2 separate regions of the Mus musculus genome follow, and region 2 is linked to region 1. A link is a contact called in public promoter capture Hi-C data. All regions are on one chromosome and are shown on one strand. Each heading gives the region's core, a stretch centred on a gene start, on an enhancer-like site or on the middle of the called end of the contact. The rest is flanking DNA. Distances are from core to core; before and after follow the strand shown. Region 1 holds the start of Tdp1 (tyrosyl-DNA phosphodiesterase 1). Region 2 overlaps Tdp1 (tyrosyl-DNA phosphodiesterase 1).

What was found. Promoter capture Hi-C pulls out the DNA fragments that hold promoters and counts their contacts.
Region 2: a contact with region 1 is called in a promoter capture Hi-C map of macrophages, with 5 read pairs. The contact joins the enhancer-like site here to the promoter of Tdp1 in region 1. A contact is called at or near these places in 14 of 39 promoter capture datasets (the 3T3-L1 cell line, the HPC-7 cell line, cranial neural crest and 10 more), 5 of 484 Hi-C or Micro-C datasets (astrocytes, bone marrow-derived macrophages, cortical glia and 2 more), 3 of 115 datasets of contacts at active chromatin or transcription factors (effector CD8 T cells, embryonic stem cells and memory CD8 T cells) and 1 of 9 other capture datasets (pancreatic islet).

Annotation. Positions count from the first base shown.
Region 1 is chr12:99,880,853-99,888,357 of GRCm38.p6, forward strand. Tdp1 (tyrosyl-DNA phosphodiesterase 1) reads left to right here and starts at 3,666. Exons shown (of 16, transcript NM_028354.5): 1 at 3,666-3,700. Efcab11 (EF-hand calcium binding domain 11) reads right to left here and starts at 2,590. Exons shown (of 6, transcript NM_030172.2): 1 at 2,430-2,590; 2 at 1,910-2,005. The coding sequence starts at 2,504.
Region 2 is chr12:99,938,196-99,945,700 of GRCm38.p6, forward strand. It overlaps Tdp1 (tyrosyl-DNA phosphodiesterase 1), which reads left to right. Exons shown (of 16, transcript NM_028354.5): 15 at 7,045-7,153. Among named protein-coding and RNA genes, the nearest start is that of Kcnk13, 23 kb to the right of the region's middle. Within about 2 kb of position 4,511, at least 90 of the 459 cell types and tissues checked have an H3K27ac peak or open chromatin away from gene starts, as enhancers often do. A contact at or near this core is called in the HPC-7 cell line, bone marrow-derived macrophages, cortical glia and 4 more, where this site is marked.

The sequences.
Region 1 (7,505 bases), core at 2,416-4,915:
ATTGCAGGTTAGCAGAGCTGCCGCAATTTCAAAGCCAGTTCAGGCTAGCACTCTGATCTCATAGCTGGCCTCTCAGGAGCTAAAAATCTCCACCCACTCTGAATCCACCCCGAGCTGTCTGCAAACCGTATTGGGGGGCGGGAATATATTTATGGTGGAGTTGTGGTGCATTTAAGCACATCGAAGGGCACAGACATGGGGTATCACAGAGTCCCTGGATACCCCAACTCAGGAGGAGCAGGAGAGCCCTAACTGTGAGTTCTGGGGAGAGGAGTTTGGGGGAATTCCAAGCAGACTTGAGTGCTACTTCTGCTTGATGGTTGTGGTTTACTCTTTTGTATTTGGACAGTGCCTTGACTCTGATTAGTTCCAGTCCGGCAGCTTAACAAGAATGGATCTGTCTCTAAACTGCTTATAACAGGCAAGCAGAACAGCACAGAGACAGGGGTAAATAGGAAACTATCATACTAAAATAGAAGGTTCACTGGGGCTCAGCTGTGGTCTAATTACTGAGGAGGTGTGCAGCCTTTTCGGGAAACTAACAGCCAGAGTATTTCAAGTCCACCCTCCACAGGGTGTACTTGTGGAACTCAGGGAACGTGTGGAAGAAACAGGGTGGAAAGAGTAAGAATCAGAGGAAGTGGGGGTAGTGACACGCAGTGCTGGCTTCTGAGCACCATATGGTTTCTGCACCATTGAATTCACAACAGCTGTGATTACCTGTACAAGACTTGGCCTGTCAAAACCCTGCCAAGGAAGGCAGAGGGGCTATAAGGTGCCCACCTTCTGTAAACCACCCTAAGGAAGCTCACTGGGCCACAATCTGCCTGCCTGCCTGCCTGCCTGCCTGCCTGCCTGCCTGCCTGCCTGCCTGCCTGCCTGCCTGCCTGCCTATCTATCTATCTATCTATCTATCTACCTACCTACCTACCTACCTACCTCTCTAAAAAAAGAAAAAAAGAAAGATAATTAAAGTCAAATGTGTACATCCTTAGACTTAGCAATTATATTTCCAAGAATTTTGGTATCTTCATTTCTTTGTCATTGTTCTAAAATGTTGTCTCATTGTGTAGTCCAAATTGACCTTGAATTCCTGATCTATCAAATGCTCCCAAGTACAGCAATTACATATCCATGATTTATTCACACTCACATACACACCCAGAGGCACATGTGCGCATGTATTCCACAAAAGGCATGATCTATGGGTGTATGTAGATGTAACATGATGATCACTGAGACAATGCTTGCAGGTTAATCCAAACAACAACAAAGGGTAAACTGGCTAAAGAGAATATTGTACAACTGTATTTTAAGATGGTAATGTGGTTTGCTTTGGGTTTGTTGCTAAGTGGAAAATGGATGTTAAGATAAAACAGTGTGGAACTTCTGTAGAAGATTGTGCCTATACCTGTATGTAGAACAATACAGAAGAAACTGGTTAACCCCTGATAAGTGGGACCCCAGTCTAGCGTAAAGAGAAGGGATCTTGTGGACTGTATGAACATATTACTTTTACCAATTAAATAAAGCCACCCAGAAACTTTACTATACGTATCAGCTAGCCGGTGGATTCTTCCTCTTACAAGACCACCTTCCCCTCCCAGACTCCCACTCTCTACCACCCTATATTTCTTATAAATACTCGTGGAGATGTTTGTTGCCTCTACTGGCATAGATACCTAGTTTGCACCTGTTTGGGCCTTTAAAGGGGGGAGGGGTTTGCGGGGAATTAGGTGGTGGAGGCATTTTAGGCTTATAAATCAGAGATTTGCTCTACAGGTATCAGAAAGTATTCCTGGCCAGTTTTCTTAGGATTCATTTCTACAGCATTATCCGCCCCATCTAAAGAAGGGAGAAGAGGAAGGGAGAGAGAAGGAGACGAGGGGAAGAGAGGAAACGTTCTAACCTTGGAGGGTTTGTACCCAAACAGCATTACAATCGCAACCTTAAAGTCCTCTCGGCTTAGGTAGCCTTTGTTGTCTTCATCGCATGCTTTAAATACCTAAGGAATATTAAACATCTACAGTTAGTAAGCCAGAAACCAGAAACACAGACATCTTAAACTCAACCTGGTTGTGGAGCTTTCAAAATGCAGTTTCAGTACTCTAGTTTTAATTCTCAAGCAATATAACCGCCGAGTTAAAGATTTCCCTCTGTCCCCTCTCCCCAAAGTTTAAGGAACTTGACCAAGTTTAAGGGGCTGACAAATCCATTCCTCTAAACCGCTGGAATAAACTGTACTCGAAAGCTCAGTCCTGGGATTGGGAAGGTGATGGGACGGATAGGAGGTCGAGGTGATTATCCGTGGACAGTGTGGTGGGCGGGGAAGTGATCAGAGTCCTGCAGCAATGCCAGAACCAAGAGGGGTGACAGAAGTGGCCCTGGTCAGGCTTAAGTCTGAACTCGGGTCGCGCTCCCACACCTACTTTCACCCATTTCCTGCGTTCTGAGGCGCTGGCTTCGCCTGCTCGGGGCCTTGCGCCTGCCTCTGACAAGAACATCGCCACCGACACGGAGACCAAGCCAGGCGTCTCCTCCGCTGCAGCGAGAACACAGACCAGCCACTGCGGCCTCGCCCACCACCGCTGGGACTCAACTTCGCCGCGCAACTCCAACGTCTCCTCCCATTGGTCAGTCTCCGAGCCACTGGCGTTGATTTCGTACTGTCATTGGTTAAAGGCGCTGTTTAACGATGGGGCGGGGCCTCAAGGCCCGCTCCCAGACCTTGGCCCCGCCCCTACTCGATTTTTCTTGTCTTAAGGGAGGTCTGGTACCTCTGGGCTCTCTTAACTCGTTTTGATTGCTTTCAGGCTCTCTCCCAAATTTACAATAAACTCTTTTTGATTATTCTGACCCGTGTCATTGCTAGATTTGGCAGGAGACACACGAAGAATGTGAAAAAAAAAGCACACAAACACAAATAATGAGTGAACACCAAGATTCATTTTTAAACTGCAAGTCTTTGGACGGCCTTCGCAGAGCAGCTACTATGTTTATTTTCGCCCTCTTGGTAACCCTGGCACGTAACACTGTGTCTAGGACAATTAAACGGAATGTCCCGTTTTTTTGAATGTTTACACAGAATTGATTATTCAACCCCCCGGAAGGCGATGCCTGACGTGAGGCTGACTTAAGGAACAGCACAAGAATCCCATACCAGACATCTTTATAGAAGATGAGGAATACCCTCTACCCTTCTGGCAAATCAGTGAGATTGACAAGAACATGACCGTTTCAAAGGAGAAACCTTCAAAGGAGGTTCTGAGTCTGATGGGAGCTCATTTAACTTTTTATCTAGCAGTCGATTTTAAAGTCTGAAGCAGCTGTCTTTTTCTACCGCTCACCCATCTCCCAGAGCACGCCGCTGTCTTAGCCTTGAGAGCCTGAAGCTGCCTAAAAGCATCCCCAGAATGGAGTCGTTGTTTGCAAATTAACCTCGAGAGAGAAGCTACCACAGCTTTCTGTTTCTCTCTTCTTTCAACAGGAAACTAGCAGAGAGTGAGGCGTTCATTCGGCTCTTTTCTGGTCCTCTTGGTCTCAGGCAAATGAGGCTGTCTTTAGGACCCAGTGGGGGGCTTCCGGAAGGGGAAGCGGCTGGCTAGCTAGGCGGCGGCGCCGGCGAGTTTGAACTGCGCGCATGCGCGGGCGCGCCGCGGGGCGGAGTCTCGGCGGCGGCGGCGGCGGCCTGGCGGGTCAGGTAGGTGTCTGCCGCTGCGGGCGCCGGCTCGGGGCGGGCTCTGGCGGCAGCGGCGGCGGTAACTCTGCGCCCGCCCTCCTCATGGCGGCGCGATGGCCGCTGCCATCAGATGTGGTAGTGGAAGGCCAGCAGGGCTCGGTGAGGACCGCGAGGAGAGCGGCGAGGCCGGGGTCCTTGGGCAGGGTTCCTCCGCTCTGAGTCCCGGGAGCCCCGGACCCTGCGCTCCTAACCCTTGGGACGCGCTGCAGAGCCGCTGGCCTTCGCTCCCTCCGTGGACCACGCTCCACACCAGGGACACCGCCGTGATATTGGGCTGTCTTGAGGTTGAAATGAGTCTGTACGCTTGGAATTGTGTCTGGGCAGAGCTGAGCGCTCGGGGAACGTTGGCAGCTTTACGATTTGCTTACTGTACCCCCAAATTACTGCTCCTTGACCATCGTCAGCACCCCACAGCCCAGCTCCTGCAGAAGCGTCCTTATCGCCACGTGTGCACAAAGTTGTGTTACATATGATCATTTTAAAAGACTAGACGGGCCAAGGCACTCTCACTGGGAGTCCCATTGTCTTTAGAATAAAATTCGGCTTTTAACTTGCCTTACTGTCCCCACCCCTTCTTTCTGGACCATTCCTGTGTTACAGTTAGAACCTAGCTACCTCCTCCTGGCCTTCAGCAGGTTGGATTCCATCTGTCTGGAATGTTTCTCGACTGCCTTTTAGCCCGCGGATTCCTTTCCCTCCCAGGTCTCATGCTATGCCACAAATGATTCCAAAGAAAAGTTATCCCTGTAAAATGTAGTGAGCATCTGTAGTCATCTTGACTTTTAGGCTTTTTATGTGTTAATGTGTGCCTTTCACCCTGAAATTAAACCTGTCTAGGATAGAAGCTTTATATTATTAACTCTTTATCCCCGACCTCAATTCTGCTTACTTCCCGGCTCAGAGGAAGGACCACCTTGGAAGAATCTGGTGCCTCTGTCTTAAATGTCTGAGGAGTAGTGTCTATATAGAAGAAATACTGAGTCTGCTCAGCCAACCGGGGAATAGTGGAAGCAAGGTTCTAAGCGGAGTGCCTTTTTTTTTTTCATCAGCTGTTGTGTGTGTGTGTGTTTGTACACACACCTATACAGGCAGTTTCCGACTGTCTTCCTCAGTTGCGCTCTGCCCTGTTCTAGTGAGTCAGAATCTCACAGAACCTGAAGATGGCGGCAGTTTTCTTTCTGGGTGACTGGCCAGTGAACTCTCAGACCTCCTTGACTATCACAATGTTGGGGTCATAGGCACAGGTATTATGCTGGGCTTTGGAACTCATGGCAAACCCTCTTATCCACGGCTCAAAGCTCTAGCCCTCCATGCATATTTTTAAAAGCCCTTAAGGAAATTTCTGATGACATTCTGAGTTTGCTGTCTGGTGAAAGGATTCCATAAGATTTTTTCCCCCATCTTGGTACAGTATCCAACACTGCCAAATTCCATTGCCTCGCCTGCCTTAGTTTTTATTTATTCTCTTTACACATATGCTGTTATTTTCTTCATATTTATTTGAATCTACTCCTATGTAAATACTTTTACAAAGTAGACTTTATTTTGCTGTGATAGCTGTAATGGAGCCATAAGCTACATTCTACTGACAGGAAAACAAGTGTTACAGGTGCCTGTGGAGGAGTCCGGGACCCACTGGGAGTTCAGAAGCAAAATGTAAAGCATTTTTTACAACTTAGCTTTCTCCTTGATTTAAGTAGAAATTGGAATTGGAGGGGGGTGCTGTTATGTGCCCAGTCGGTGGCAGGCCCCAGTTGCTTCCACTGTGGGAATCACTGCTGCTTTGATTCCAGGCTGGGACTTCGGTGGGTAGAGGGGTACACCTGTATTCTCCTTCTTTCGATGTCCCTTACTACTATTGTGACTTTGCACTTCTGCTATGCTAGGCACTGCCTGGTGAGATAGAAAATAAACTGTGGAAAGGAAGCCGTGGGGAATGTTATCAGGCTGGTCTTTGGTTCCAAAAGCTCCCTGGCCTGCTGGGAACCTGGTCCTGTTGGAGGGAGCAGTGCAATCGGATGCTGACCAGATCCACTCTTCCACATTAGAAGCCATTTCCTACACGATCTTGACATTTACATCGCAGCAGCTCCTCTCCAGCAGGAGAAGGACCTTGTTTGCATAATGAGGTTGGTAACCTGGTGGGCAGAATGACAAGGTACAAGTTCATTAGCTATTTCCTTCCATGGTAAACAGCCCTCCAGCATAGTTTTGAATGTCAGCCATCTCCAGACTTAAAGTTCGCGTAAAGCCTGGACCAAACAGGGGGCTTTGCTTTCTGAGAAATGTCTTTTTCAAAACTTCATTTCTGTTTATTTTACCAGCTCATTGTACATTATTGGTAGGGATGCCCCCACCCTGCCCCACCCCCCACCCCCCAATGTGGTTTTAGGAAATGCAGGTAACACTAAAAATTGTCTGAGGAGTTTAGAGTTACCCGAGAGGTTGCTCAGGCTTTTCGGGGTTCCGAGATGCTGACTTACTGATACAGGCCACGGTCCTTGTATTCACCTGGGACGAGATGGTGAGCATCTCTCTGGATTCTGCAGACTGTGCTCCTGGCAGCAGCCAGCCTCTGGATGATAAAGATCAGCATGGTGTCTGCGCAAGGATGACACACGAGTTTGTGAAGAATTTCTTATGTTGGGAAGGGAGAAAACCAATTTGGTGGAGCACACCTAATATCTCAGCACCGTAGACAGGGGAGCTGGAAGAGTGTATGGTACCCAGCAAATCTGGACCACAGAGCAGGATTCTGACTGGAAAAAAAACAGGAATCTACAAACAGCTTCTTTCTCAGACCAGAAACAGAATTCTCACCCCAACATCTGAGATCTGCTCTTTGCTTTAGGATGGAGAATAAATGTAGAAAGTCCCAGTATTTAATTTTTTTGTTGTTGTTGTTAGTTGGTTGTGGTCTTTTTTTTTTTTGTTTGTTTGGTTTGGTTTTTAATTTTTTGTGTGTTTGTATATGTGTTTATGTTTCTGTGGGTGGTACATACGTACAGGCCAGAAGACCTCCTGAAGTGTCATTACCCAATCTGCCCTTTTTTGTTTGGGGTTTTAAAATTTTAATAAAAAAAATTAAATTAGCATACAAAGTGTTATTTACGAACAAAGCGTGTGTTTTAGTAAATCCCCATACACACACACCTCGCATCCTTGTCTCCTGTTTTCAGGTGACATGTGTCTTTTGCCCTCTCCCCATGTTAACTCACCACCACTCCTTACCCTGTCTTTATCTCCTCTCTAGTTTTTTAGGCGTTCTGTACTTTTGCATCTGTTTTTACACAGACATACAAGGAAAAGAAGACCTACATTTAATATGAGAGACAACATATGGCTTTTGACTTTTCTGAGTGTGAGTCACCTCATTTAATGTTACATTTACCAGACCTATCCACTTCCTAAAATCTTCCTTATTTCATTTTTCTCTGCAGCTGAGTAAAATTCCATTGTGTCCATATGACCCACCTTCATGATCCATTCTCCTACTGACAGATGTCTAGGCTGGGTTCATTCCTTGCTGTGGTCAGTACAGCAGCGGATATATATGCTTTGTGTGTGTGGTTTGGGTTTGTCTGGAGGTGGTTTGTTTGCTTGCTTGCTTGCTTTTTGTTTTGGCTGGTTGGTTTCACTGGCTTAGAAGTCACCAGGGAGACTAAACTGGTTGGCTACTGAACCTTAGGGATCCGCCCATCCCTTGCAATCTAGTCTCTGCCTCCATAACACTGAGACAGTGGCTCAAGAGAGAGTCGTTACAGCT
Region 2 (7,505 bases), core at 3,261-5,760, 58 kb after region 1:
GGACCTGGGAAAGGATTCTGGGAGATGGCTTTCAGTGAGTACTCAACCCAGTTTCAGGCAGAGGTTTGCAGAGTATCGCATGCCAATTGTCAGAGCCTGAGAATCTTATAAAACATAATTCTTAAATTATAGATTATCGCTTGTATTATTCAGAAGGTACTTGAGGATATATGGCATTTGCAAATGTCATCAAAATCAGCTAAATCATTTAAAAGAACTAGCCAGACGGTCTGATTGCTAATGAATTACTGTTTCTGGTCACCCCACTTCCCTGCTTTGAAGCTTGAGATATATCCATGGCAGCCCTTTCTCTCCCTGTCTTTTAACCACTGGTTCTTGTCATTCCTAACTACTTAGTGCTGCTTGATAATGTCACCTCTGGTCATCATCCCTGCAGCCACAGTGGCCGGAGCATGCCAGCTGTTCTGCATCAGCCTCTGCTTCCTTCCCTGGGTCTCCTTTCTTCAGGCTTCGCTCCCAGAAGCCGTTTGCAAGCCTCCCTTCTTCCTGCTGCCAGATGGTCTCTGTTGATCACAGTTCAGCCTCCTGGTGTGCCTCCCTTCTCCCTCCAGCCAGTGACTCCTGACCACCAAGCCACACACACCCCCTCGCTGCCAACACCTCTTCAGTTTTTTTATATTTATTTTATTATTTTATATGTTATGTTTCCCTGAATGTGTGTCTGTGCATCGAGTGCTTTCCTGGTGCCCATGAGGGCCAGAAAAAGGTATCAGTGTACCTGGAACTGGAATTGCATACAATTGTGAGCCATCTTGTAGTTGCTGGGAGTCAAACTAGGGTCCTCTGAAAGAGCAGCAAGTGCTCTTCATAACTGTGAGCCATCTCTCCAGCCCCTCCTAGAACTTGCTCTACATGGGCACATGTAGGGCCCATGATTCTTACTGCTCTAGCCAGACCTAGTCCATCTTAGAGAGCAGCTCCATGCCCCCAACCTTAGCTATTCCACCTGCCCCTGAAGGCACTTTTTTCTCTGCATCCCAATTTCCCGGATCCTGGACTCCCTTCATCTTCCACTTGTAGGGTGGATGTTGTTAGCATTCCCTCATTCCGCCATGCTGTTCTCCTGTGAGTGTGTGGAGGCTCTGCGAACAAGGCCATCAGCTGATGTTGCTCCCTTTAACTTTTTGGACTTGGCAGTCTTCTCTGAGCAGCTGTCACAGAAGCAGCGTGCACAGCAGTTTCTGGAGACTAAGCTTAGTGCAGTGCATAGCTTAGCAGATACATCAGTATCACCACATACTGTGTTGTAAAGGCTTCTGAACTGTGGATGAGCTCTCTTGAAGCAGTCTTGTCGATGTTATGTGTTTCTCTCTCTCTCTCTCGCTCTCTCTCTCTCTCTCTCTCTGTCTCTCTCTCTCTCTCTCTCTCACACACACACACACACACACTTTCCTAAGTCTGTATTTGTGTCGAACTCTAACAATGTAATTATCAATACAATTTTCATTGTAATACCAGTCCCTGAATACCCACTAAATAAATAAATACCTTGAAGATTTCTGTGTTGCTAATAACCTTACAGTGTTCACTGACAAGAGCATAGCTTGCTGGGAAATGAGGTCAGAGGTTACATCTTTCTTAGTAACCCCTGTCTGATGCTGATGAGACGCACCTCAATGTGTTTCACTCCAAGGTTTCTGGAGACTTAGCTTATCCAGACTGGTGCAGTCAGCCTGCTGGCCAGACACCATCCAGATCCACCTTCCCCATCAGCCTCCGTGTGTCTCCCGGTCAGAGCTCTATGTCCATGCCACCCACATTTCTGAGTCATTGGCTGCCAGCAGGGCTACTTCTGTCCTAAGCCTGTGAGCCACTGCAGTCACTGCAGCCTGCACACTGCCTTGAGACCAGTGCTGCAAACAGGAATATGTAGATCCAATAGGCCGAGGCAGTAGCTAGAGGTTCTCCACTTTCCCACAACTGTGACAGGACCTGACATTCAGTTATCTGGCCATGTGACTTAGCACTTTTAGGGCCTCTGTAGTAGGTACAGAGCCAGCATGCCTCATTTACAAGAATGCCTTTGACAATTTTAGAATTGATCTAGAACAGCAGTTTTCAACCTGTGGCTCATGACCCCTTGGTGGTCAATGGATCCTTTCACAGAGGTCAAATATCAGAATATATTGCATATCCGATATTTATGTGACAATTCATAACAGTAGCAAACTTAGAATTATGAGGTAGCAATGAAATAACTTAATGGCTGGGGTCACCACAGCATGAGGAACTGCATTAAAGGGTCTTAATTAGGAAGGCTGAGAACACTGCTCTAGATGATGATGTTTCACCCTTGACAGAAACAGAGAACCATCCTCGTCTCTTCTGCGCCCCAGGTTCATTTGCTTCTCAGGCAATGGATTCCTACTTTTCTGTCATCAGGATTAAAAGGAAGAGAAAAGAATCAAGTTCAAAGGCCTTGACTTCAGTCAGCAAGTCTACTCTCCCTACTCTGTTTTGGTTAAATCATCATTTTTGTTGCTGCTGCTTTCAAAGATGGTGCATACCACAAGCTAACGCTGTCTTCTCAGATGATCTTTGGTCAGTCGGGTAGGCTCCACTAAGACGGGTGTGGCTGAGAGAGCTAAAGAAATTCACAAGCACCGCACCTGAGCCCTCCTCCTTGTCCCTTCACACACTCTGTGCCTGGCTATTGCTTGGGCTCCCAGTCTCCCAGGAGGTCACAGCTGAGTGAGTGCTCTGTGGAGCATGTCTTATAACCTTTAAATTCCACCCATGAATCACTCCCACTGAAATAATGTGGGAGGAGACAGACTGGGAGCACACATTGGAGAACCGCCCAAGAACCAAGAAAGGGAATTAATTCTCCAGGGCGCCAAATGGAAAGACGAAAAGACCTGGATCTATAGGAGTCAAAATGACAGTGGAGAAAGGAGACTTGAAGTGAGATCAGGATGGGACCCTGTTTTTCAGCTGGGCTAGACTGGCCCAGTTTCTTTACTCACATAAGCCTGTCCTAGAGTGAGGACCATGTAGTGACAAATTCATGGTCATATGAAAATTAAAAGCTCGAACCTACAAAGGATCTGAAATAAGCCTGGTTGTTTCCCAGAGCTCAAAAAGGCTGTTCCTAGAGATGGGAGCGGTACGAACTACAGGGCTGAAAGCAGAGACCTGTCCTCTAGGCTCTCAGCCAGATCAGTCTTCATGCCACCCCCACTATTGTACCGGTCCTCCTCCTCCCCAGAAGCTGCACTCTCAAAAGCATCCCAGCTACCAAAGCCCCTCCTCTCCAGAGCCCTGTTGGTGTGCCCACTCTGTAAGCCTTCCTCAGACCCTGGCTGGAAGCATCTGAGGGCCAAGGGTACAGGCTACCACCTTTCTGTCATTTGCTTTCTTACCTATCAGCCCAGCTGATAAAGAAGGCGTCTTCCCTTCAGCCTCTTCTGGTTCCCGCCTACAAACTCATATGCTGTTCTAGTTCCAGAGAAACCCACTGCCTTGGGTCTCTGTGAGTTCAAGGCCAACCTGATCTACATAAAAAACCCAAGTCAACCAGGCAGGATTACATAGTGAAATCCTATCTCAAAAGACAAACAAAAAACCAGTGCCTCATGGAGCGTTTTCCACTCAGTTACTACGCAAGCTCATGCAGCTAACAACATAAACCACAGAGTAGACTCCTCTATGTGATTGAGTCAAACTGCTGAGCATAAATGATCCCAGCTGAGAGAGGGAGAAGCCAGCAATTTGTCATGTGTGATTCATGTCCACCCTCTCACCTGGTGTTTTATAAATGCATTGTCTTAAGTACTGTGCCTGGGAGGGTGTCTTCCTCTGTTTTGTAAAATGCCAAGCAATACCACTGTGATATATAAATAATGATAATTAGGAGACAGCCTCAAATAATTTGACATGTGATTGAAGGGAAAAGTGGTGCTTTTTTTTTTAATACCCTAGAATTTGGATCAGAAATGGCATTCAAGAAAAAGGCATATTGGTTCTTGTCAGATGTGGATGGTTCAAACATTCTTATGTCTGAGGTCAGACATCAAAAGAGGAAAGCCAGGCTTGGAACATGTAGGGCATCAAAACTGGGTTAAGGCTATAAAGACTCCCCCATGGCTTCATGGCTGTTAAAGAACATGATGAGTCTCTGAGCTAAAGACTTGTACAGTTGCAAGACTTTCCACTTTCCTGGTTCTCTGTGGCAAATATGAGGACAATTATTTGCATAGTAGAAAGGGCATAGGACCACAAATCCCAAAGACAGGGTGTGTGTGGACAGCTGCCAGCCCAGGTTTGTCTCCTCTTCGCTAAAGCAGGAGTCACTGTCACACAGCACACCCTGAGAACTCAGACTGGCTCCTCCCTGAGAAGGTGTTGGTGGCAGTGTCGGCTAGTAGTGTCTTCAGCTCGCCTCAGCAGGCCCAAGCCTGCAGGCGTTCTTGGTCTCCAGCTTCCTTCCTCTGCCTTTTGCAGTTCTAATTCTTAGGTTTGTGTCTCCCATGACCATGACCACTTCCTGTTTCTCTTGTGAGCGCTCGTGGTCACCCGGCTGAGCAGTCTCCAGTCCAGTCCCTTACCCAAGCTCCTCCAGCTACCTCACGAAGAGCTGTCTCCTTCAGAACCTCTGCAGCTCCTCAGTGCCTCTTGATGAAAACGTCAGACTCTAAATGGATCCCTGGGGTGCAATTGGGTGTGACTGACCGGTAGTCACCAAACAAGTATCAGCAACAAGGCAAGCATAGAAGGCGAGTTCATTGCTTCAAGGCAGGGCTTGAAGTCAGTAGTCAAGCCATATCATCGGTGTTCTGACACCTCCAGCTGATGGACACGAGAGCTCCCGGCAACAAGGCATCCCCTGCCCCCAACACCTCCAGGCTGACTCATGCCGGAGTCACTAATAACCAGATAGCATACCTGGCTTAGTGGAGGCAAAGCACAGACGTCCAGCTCTCTTCTCACTTAGGGGGAATTACTAACAGTCCCAGCGCTGACATCCCCACTCCCATGCCAGTGCACTCAGCTCCAAGAGATGTGCCTCCTCTCAGCTTTTCTGTGACTGTAGTGCTCTCCCCTGATGCTCTCCCCTGCCATTGCTGTTCGTCAAAATTATACCCAAGTTTTAAAAACCACTACAGCACTGTTTTTCTACAAAGCCTTTCCTTAGCCTGCCACAGATGTGAGTCATTCTTCCCCTTTATATTTATTTGTTTGTCCGTCTGTCTGTCCTGTCTGTCTAGCATTTCTGCCATGCCTGTGTCACATACTGCATTTCACAAATCAGTCAACATCTTTGCCACAGCTATCACCTCATACCTGCCTGCAGGCCCTTATGGTTTGGTTTTCCTGTGGTGCCGGGGATTGAACCCAGGGCATTATACATATTCAGAAAGTTCTCTACCACTGAGCCTCATCTCAGGCCCTCTTCTGTGGTCCTTAATGTGTGTTACTGCAGCTGCTGGTATGCAGAAGCCAATAAAACAAGCAAAGTGGCCACTTCAGTCTCATGCCTGCAGCGCGGTGTCTCTTGCATACCCATGGAGCAGCAGGGCGGGTCCTAGGGACTGAAGGTTGAAAAGTTGTACAGGTTGGTTTCTTGTCAGCCTGGCATCTGGGAAGAGAGAACCTCAACCTCGAGAATGTCTCCCATAGCCAACTGTGTGGAACGTTTCTTAACTCGCGGTTGATGAGAGAGGGCCCAGCCCACAGTGAGGGGTGCGGCCCCTGGAGGGAGACATCCACTGGCTATCACCACTAAAGTGAAAACAGGCCACTATTCACCTGTAGTCCTCCAAGACAGTTCTTCACGCACTTACCACAACTTGCCATCATCTGTTAGACTTGTACATAAAATGTTTCTTTAGCGCCTCCTCAACACTGTGCATTCCATGCGGACAGGAATGATGATGGCTCTATTGATTCATGCATATCCAGAGCTTGGTACCATGCCTAACCCAGAAGGGAAGCGTGTTAATCTGTTAGTCTCAGGTCCAGTAAGGTTTCCCAAGGCAGGCTGACATCTGACAGAAAGGTCGTCTCATAAACAAAAGTTCCCAAGTTCCCCCGGGACAGAGGATTATTGGCTTATATATCTGAACTACCCCATAAGGGAACTTTGAAGGAGAGGTTAAGGGGCAGTCAGTGGAACAGAGCTTACTGTAGGTTCACATGTGCTCTGAACGGATACAGTTCTAGCTTTATGTCCACGGACGCTGGGGCCAATGACATCATTGGTTCATAGCGGCGCCATTTGTTGTGCTGTTGATTATTCCGGTTTCACCTGGGTGGGGTTGGGGTCATCACCTTCCCTTTTAGCATTTTAAGACCCCTGAAGGGATAGGAAACCAGAAAGACTACAAGGCTACAAGTTATAAGTGCAGTTACGATATATTCTCAGGAGCTCTAGCATAGCTTCAGCTGGAGAAATAATAGTTTGAATGAATGAATGAATGAATGAATGAATGAATGAATGAATGAATGAATGAATGCATGCTTAGTGAATGCCAGAGCAAAGGCTAGAGCTCGGGGAATGTCAGGAAGCCCCTGTGTGATGCCATGTCCTCTCACATGGTGCCTGTGACTACCCCACCCCAACACACACACCCCTTACTGGGGACTGAGCCCTCTACAGTTGTTTTCTAGTCAGCTGCTAGGACATTGGCATCGTTTGCTATGCCTTTAGGAGGTGGATGTGTTCGGGTTGGTAGAGAGACAGACAGTAGGAGTAAGAGACAGTGAAACAGAGCAGAGAGCAGGGTGCCAGGATGGCCCAGGGTCCCCTGAGGCAGCGCTCACTAGTGTGTTAGGAACTTGTACTGTACAGGCCTGTGAGTCTAAATGATATAAACATTTATAAAATTTAAGGCTTTTCTTAGATTTATAGAAGAAAATAATTTGGGGGAAGGAGTTATAGAACATATTTTCCTGTCCATCATTGAAAATAGCTCTGAAATCACTCATATTCTTAGGGGTATCATAAAAATAAATCATTCTTAAGATCTTCTGGCTACTTTAGAAAACACGATTACGTCACAGCCCCTCCCTCTGTGTCTGCAGGGCCTGGACACCTTCAAAGTGAAACAGAAATTCTTCTCCAGCAGCTGTGAGCCGACGGCCTCCTTTCCTGTGCCCTATGACCTGCCCCCAGAGCTGTACGGGAGTAAAGGTGAGACACAGAGGGAACCCTGATCATGCCCAGCAGTGGAAGTAAGCACCTGGGAGGCAGCCCTGGGCTCCGTGTGAGCCTGGGTCCTGGAAACCTCTGCAAGCCCAGATGTGCAGAGGGTACCTGCTTTCCTGCCTGAGGCCACGCAAGCAACGCCGTTCTCTTAGAGCCCACACGCACTCAGTTACCAGGAATCAAAAAGAGCCTTAATTTATTCAAGCTTCATGTGTGTATTGGTATTTTCTATAGTGGAAACTGGAAAATGCTTGAATGTTTATATTGACTTATTAGTTTTAAAATAATAAGAAATTTTATGCTTTATGGCCAGTTCTAAAAGTAAAGGACAAAATTA